Linked DNA regions of Macaca mulatta: region 2 is linked to region 1. Evidence: chromatin contacts called from public Hi-C data. All regions are on one chromosome and are shown on one strand. Each heading gives the region's core, a stretch centred on a gene start, on an enhancer-like site or on the middle of the called end of the contact. The rest is flanking DNA. Distances are from core to core; before and after follow the strand shown.

Region 1 (3,189 bases), core at 362-2,861:
TTCCTAGTACTCCATTGTGTATATGTATCACATTTCCTTTATTCATTAACCTGTTGATTGGCACTTCAGTTACTTCCAAATCTTGGCTATTGTGAATAGTGCTGCAATAAACAAGGGAGTGCAGACAGCGCTTAAATATACTGATTTTCTTTCTTTTGGGTACATACCTAGGAGTAGGATAGCTGGATTGTATGGCAGTTCTATTTTTATTTTTTTGAGGAACCTCCAAACTCTCCACAGTGGTTGTACTAATTTACATTCCCACCAAGAGTGTACAGGTGTTCCCTTTTCCCCATAACCTCACCAGCATTTATTATTGCTTGTCTTTTGGATAATAGTCATCTTAACTGGGGTGAGATAATATCTCATTGTAGTTTTGATTTGCATTTCTCTGATGATCAATGATATTGTGTACCTTTTCATATACCTGTTTGCCATTTGTATGTCTTCTTTTGAGAAATGTCTATTCAGATGTTTGGCTTTTTTTTTTTTTGAGACAGGTTTCACTCCTGTCATCCAGGCTGGAGCACAATGGTGCAATCTCGGCTCACTGCAACCTCGGCCTCACGGGCTCAAGCAATTCTGCTGCCTTAGCCTCCCAAGTAGCTGAGACTACAGATGCATGCCACTGCATCCGGCTGACTTTTGATATGTTTTGTAGAGACGAGGTTTCGTCATGTTGCCCAGGCTAGTCTCCAACTCCTGGGCTCATGCGATCCACCCACCTCAGCCCTCCAAAGTGCTGGGATTACAGACGTGAGCCATCGCCTGGCCATTTTGCACATTTTTAAATCTCGAAAGGTTAATCTACAATAGTGGTATTATCTGTGGGAGTAATTGGGGAAGCTGCATATCTTGTGACCAATCTACATCTTAGAATTCAGGCTCCTCTCCTCCCCCCAGCTTTGTGGTCTCTCATAGGTTTACAAAGGCAGTTGAGTTTTGGAAAAGGGTTATCATTTAAACTATAACCTAAGTGTCTTCCAAAGTTAGCTTGGCCTAAGCCCAGAAGAGCCAAAGGCGCGTGGGGTCGCGGGTTTGATTAGATTAGACCTCCCCCACGGCGATAATTTTCTCACTGATATAATTTTTGCAAAGGCAGTTTCATTATTGGTGTGGTTCTATTTATTTGTCTTTAACATCTACTATAGTTTCTTCTTTATGAAGTTGGTTACTCTATTATTTGGTGCACTGATTTCCAAACTGTTATTTAACCCTACGAATTGCAGCTTTTAGCTTTACAAAGCGTCCTTTTTTGCTGTGCCTTCTGGTCTGAACCCTATCTTGTTTGATATCAAGACCTCAGCACGCCTGCGTCTCTGCTGGGGTCAGACTTTGACTCAGTTCTACAGGCCCTGGGAAACTGGGCGTCCGGGCTCCGAGGATGGTACTGAACCTGGCGCAGCCGGGGGAGGGTGAACCAGGTGCCGCTGACGGAGCCCCCTCCCAACCTTCCTTTCCTGTCAGGCTGTGCCCCTCTCCAGATACGCTGCAGCCGGAAGTCAGGCCCGTAACTAGGGAGCCTTCGCCGAGGATTGTGGGAGATGTAGTTTTTCCGGGCGCTGTGGCGTCCTGGCGCATCGACGCATGACGCACTTCCGCGTGCGCCACACACCCTGTCTTAGTCGGGTGCGCGCGTGCGGGGCTGTTTCCGGGTTAGACTCAGTGGACCGAAATCTGGCCAGTGGGTGAACCTGGCTAGCCTCTGTGACCGCGGAGGCGCGGAGCTAAGCGGCTGGGATTATCCGGGGCAGACCAGGGACTTGACCAGCTAAACACCTCCGTCGGTTCGGGGCGTGGACGGAGCCAGGCTAGCCGCCTGCTCTCCCGAGTCAGGGCTGCTGAACGGCACAAATCCATCGGTGCGACTCCTGGTACCCAGACCGGGAGGCCGTCTAGTCACGCGCGCTCCGCGTTGGGCGAGAGCTGAGGAGCCGGCGTCCCTGCGAGCGACTCAGCCCCGGGACGGTCAGGTGCCTGGGGCCCAGGACCCGCACCTGTCTTCGTGCGGACGCATCCCTCGCGGTCTCTCCGCAGCCCGCGGGTCCTGCCCCCTAGGCAGCGCACGAACGTGGGCGTGGGGATGGCCACCAGTTTCCGGACAGCTTCGTGCTGGGTAAGTAGAGACTTTCCGTGTTTAAAAGTCGACTGGATACTGAGGGTGGCCACGTTGATCTCTGCAGGGTTACTCCCGGGAACTGAACTCACGTTCACCTGTAATTGTGTCCATAGTTCACTAGACTACCCTCCCCGCCAAACCGAAGCTCCTCTAAAGCTCACCCAAGCTCTGGTCCTGCAGAAACGTGCCTCGTGGTAATCTGTGACGGGCAATTATACAGCACTTCATTGCCAGCTGCGGGCCCTGAAATCTGAGGATCCTCCATCTTTTCGTGTTTTCTACAGAAAGTTGTCTTACGCAGACCGTTGGAACTTCGTTGGAGAAATTACCAGTTCCTCCTCTTTCGTTTGGCCAAATGCTTGTTTATGGAGTGTCTTTTTGTGTGCTGAACTCTAGAGCTGGTGCTGGCAATGCAGAGATAAGTTATGTATGTTCCTGATTTTAGAGGAGCTTTGGTTTGGTGGGGAGGGTAGTCTAGTGAACTGTGGACACAATTACAGGTGTATGAGTAGGGAGAAAAGGCTAGGAGCGGAGCTCGAGAGTCCAAGAGGTAAGGGGCGGGCCAGGGGATCATCTGGACTTTATGAATGATTGACGGAGTGAACCAGAGGGGAGACTTTACAAGGGACTTGATTGCCAAATCCATTGCACTCGGTGAGTGGTGGCGACGACGTTGCCGGATGTTGTGCTCTGCCACTGAGCTATACAGCTGGAGACTAGGAAAGCTGTTAGAAGAGGGACCCTGGGAGAGACTTTCGCAGGTGTTGAATATCCAATGCCTATATTTCAGCCTGTAACTCACATGGGAGGTCTAAACTGGAAATATCTAAAGACACCTTACTGTATTCGTGGAAGCTCAGAGTGTGACCAACTAGAACCCTCAAGAGGACCGAGGTGAGGACTCAAGTTAATGAAAGGAAAGGACACAGTGAGGAAGGCTGTGGTGCTAAAGAAGTGAGAGAAAGTTAGGAGTGGATATTTCCCCCCTGTGAGTTTGTTCCTTTGTCAGAGATCAGTTGACTATATTTATATGGGTCTATTTCTGGGCTCTTTATTGAGTTCTGTTGGTC
Region 2 (3,194 bases), core at 309-2,808, 53 kb after region 1:
CCATCCTGGCTGACACAGTGAAACCCCGTCTCTACTAAAAAAATACAAAAAAAAAAAAAAAAAAACTAGCCGGGCGAGGTGCCGGGCGCCTGTAGTCCCAGCTACTGGGGAGGCTGAGGCAGGAGAATTGCGTGAACCCGGGAGGCGGAGCCTGCAGTGAGCTGAGATCCGGCCACTGCACTCCAGCCTGGGCGGCAGAGCGAGACTCCGTCTCAAAAAAAAAAAAAAAAAAAAAAAAAAATCTGACCAACATCTCATTTCCCACTCTCGCCACCTGACCTCTGGTGACCACACTTCCACTGTTTCTATGAGTTTGCCTTTTTAAGATTCCACGTTCAGGCCGGGCGCGGTGGCTCAAGCCTGTAATCCCAGCACTTTGGGAGGCCGAGGCGGGTGGATCACAAGGTCAGGAGATCGAGACCACAGTGAAACCCCGTCTCTACTAAAAATACAAAAAATTAGCCGGGCGCGGTGGCGGGCGCCTGTAGTCCCAGCTACTCAGGAGGCTGAGGCAGGAGAATGGCGTGAACCCAGGAGGCGGAGCTTGCAGTGAGCTGAGATCCGGCCACTGCACTCCAGCCTGGGCAACAGCGTGAGACTCCGTCTCAAAAAAAAAAAAAAAAAAAGATTCCACGTTCAATTTCCTATGTTTGTAGTTATTTCTCTTTTTTCATCTCTCTCCTCTCCTCCATCTCCCCGGCGCCATCTCTCTTTCATAAGCATCGTGACTTACCTATAATTCTCCCTACCACTCGAGTTATGGATCAGCTTTACTTTTTTTCTGTTAATTCTTAGCTTCTTTCCGTAAATATATTTATGTTTTTGTGGTTTCCTCAACTGAAGTCAAACCAATTGTCTTTTTAAAGTATTGGTGGGCCGGGCGAGGTGGCTCACGCCTGTAATCTTAGCACTTTGGGAGGCCGAGGCGGGCGGATTGCCTGAGCTCAAAAGTTCGAGACCAGCCTGGGCAACACGGTGAAACCCCGTCTCTACTAAAATACAAAAAATTAGCCGGGCGTGGCGGCGGGAGCCTGTAGTCCCAGCTACTCGAGAGGCTGAGGCAGCAGAATTGCTTGAACCCGGGAGGCGGAGGTTGCAGTGGGCCGAGATCGCGCCACTGCACTCCAGCCTGGGCGACAGAGCGAGACTCCGTCTCAAAAAGAACAAAAAAAAAAAAAAAAAGAGTATTGGTGGATTCGGTTTCCCTTCATGTTTCTCAGAAAACCGTGTGAGCCAGTTTGGCGTCACTGCGTCTCCAGGCGACAGGCACTTCCGGATGCGGGGCACCCTGGGAAGTTGAGTTCGCGGTGGCTCCGTCCTTCGCGCATGCGCATATGCACTCGTGGCAAAGCTTGCTGGCGGCCCTTTCTTCCTCTTTGTCCTTCGCTGCCACGTGAGAGGGGAGTGTGCGCGTGTGCGCGCGTGCGAGTGTGCTCGTCTGCAGTCCCCTACTCGTCCCGGCCCGTTCGGAGCCGCGGGAGCGCACAAAGGCCGGCGACTCCGGCGCGTGCGCGGGGCGCGGGACCGGGCGGCATCACGTGATCGCGGGGCCGCGGGCGCGCGTGCTCGAGCGCGACTCGGCGGCGGCGTCTTTTGTGAGTTTAGTGCGTTTAATGCGGGGCCGGCGCTGGGGGCTCCAGGGATGGCGGGGGAGGCGCGCGGGAGTGGCCGCGGAGGGCTTCGGCTTCAAGGTCCTGGACGTCCGCGCGCGGACTCGGGGCTGGGGCGGGGTGGGGCTGGGCCGGCTCGTGAAGATGCCGTGGGCCGCGGAGCCGCGCGGGTTCTGGGCTGTGGGGCGGGCACGGCCTTTCCCGAGGCGCCGCTGCTGGGCGTCCTTTCAGGCGGGCGTGGAGGCGCCGGCGTGGGCCTCGCGTGCGTTCGGCCTCGACAGCGGGCCAGCCCCGTTGCCGAGCCGTGGCCCTGAGGCGCGGCTGCCCTGCTGGACCGCATCCGCCCGCAGCCTGGCTCTGCCGGTGTCGAAAGAGTCTTTTAAAGCACAGGTGTGAGCCACCATGCCTGGCCCTGTATTTTTTAATGGTTACGTTTATTGACTGTTTTACAGTTTTTTAAATTACTTTTGTCTTTTGTATCGTGTGGCGACATCTCCCCTCAAATTATGCATATAATTCACCTGTGGTTTGTTTTTTTTTTTAAGACATTCTTAGGGTTTCCATTATTTTAAAATTTAATCCATCTGGAAGTAGTTGTATGAAATAGCTACCTTTATTTTCTTTCAAATATTCTCGTATTCATTAAATAATTTAGTTTTACTCATGGCTTTGAAGTGCTACATCTATTACATGCTGACTCTGGCATAGACAGTTCTGCTTTTTTCATCTGTGTAACCTCTCTGAAGCCACTGTCAGATGTTATAATTATTATAATTTATATGTATTACAGTAGGCCTGTTCACATTCATTATTTTGTATTTCCAAAAGCGTCCAGGGTATGCCTGTAGCCCCAGCTACTCTGTAGGCGGAGGTGGGAGGATCACTTGAGCCCAGGAGTTCAGGGCTGCAGTGAGCTATGGTTATGCCATTGCGCTTCGGCCTGGACAACACAGTAAGACCCTGTCTCAAAAAAAAAAAAAAGTGTTCAAACTGTTCTTGAACCTTTTTCCTTACACGTAAACTTCAGAATTTTGAGATTCTGAGTGGAGTTGAACGAGTTATATAAATCATTTGAGGTCAAATTACCTTCACAATATGAAGTCTTCCTATCCTAAAATAAAATCGAATTATAAATTTCTTTAATTCTATTTTTATAGTTTTCATTGGTGTTTTTAGTATGCTTCATATGGATCTTGATATTCCTACATATTTTATGACTTTTTTTCAATTATGAGTTGGATTTTATTTTTTCATTATTTTATATAAGTTGTTGATATCTTTTTTTTTTTTTTTTTTTTTTTGAGACGGAGTCTCACGCTGTTGCCCAGGCTGGAGTGCAGTGGCGCGATCTCGGCTCACTGCAAGCTCCGCCTCCCGGGTTCCCGCCATTCTCCTGCCTCAGCCTCCTGAGTAGCTGGGACTACAGGCGCCCGCCACCGCGCCCGGCTAATTTTTTTGTATTTTTAGTAGAGACGGGGTTTCACTGTGGTCTCGATCTGCTGACCTTGTGATCCGCCCTCCTCGGCCTCCCAAAGTGCTGGGATTACAGGCTTGAGCCACCGCGCCCGGCCAGTTGTTGATATC

What was found. A called contact is a pair of places that touch in the nucleus more often than the background predicts.
Region 2: a contact with region 1 is called in a Hi-C map of cortical neurons, with 2.1 times the contacts expected there. The contact joins the promoter of ZNF84 here to the promoter of ZNF26 in region 1. A contact is called at or near these places in 3 of 14 Hi-C or Micro-C datasets (CD4 T cells, blood and cortical neurons).

The regions. Positions count from the first base shown.
Region 1 is chr11:140,325,237-140,328,425 of T2T-MMU8v2.0, forward strand. ZNF26 (zinc finger protein 26) reads left to right here and starts at 1,612. Exons shown (of 4, transcript XM_077955944.1): 1 at 1,612-2,116. All of the region lies in intron 1 of ZNF268 (zinc finger protein 268), which reads left to right.
Region 2 is chr11:140,378,767-140,381,960 of T2T-MMU8v2.0, forward strand. It overlaps ZNF84 (zinc finger protein 84), which reads left to right and starts at 1,559. Exons shown (of 5, transcript XM_077955926.1): 1 at 1,559-1,691. All of the region lies in intron 1 of ZNF268 (zinc finger protein 268), which reads left to right.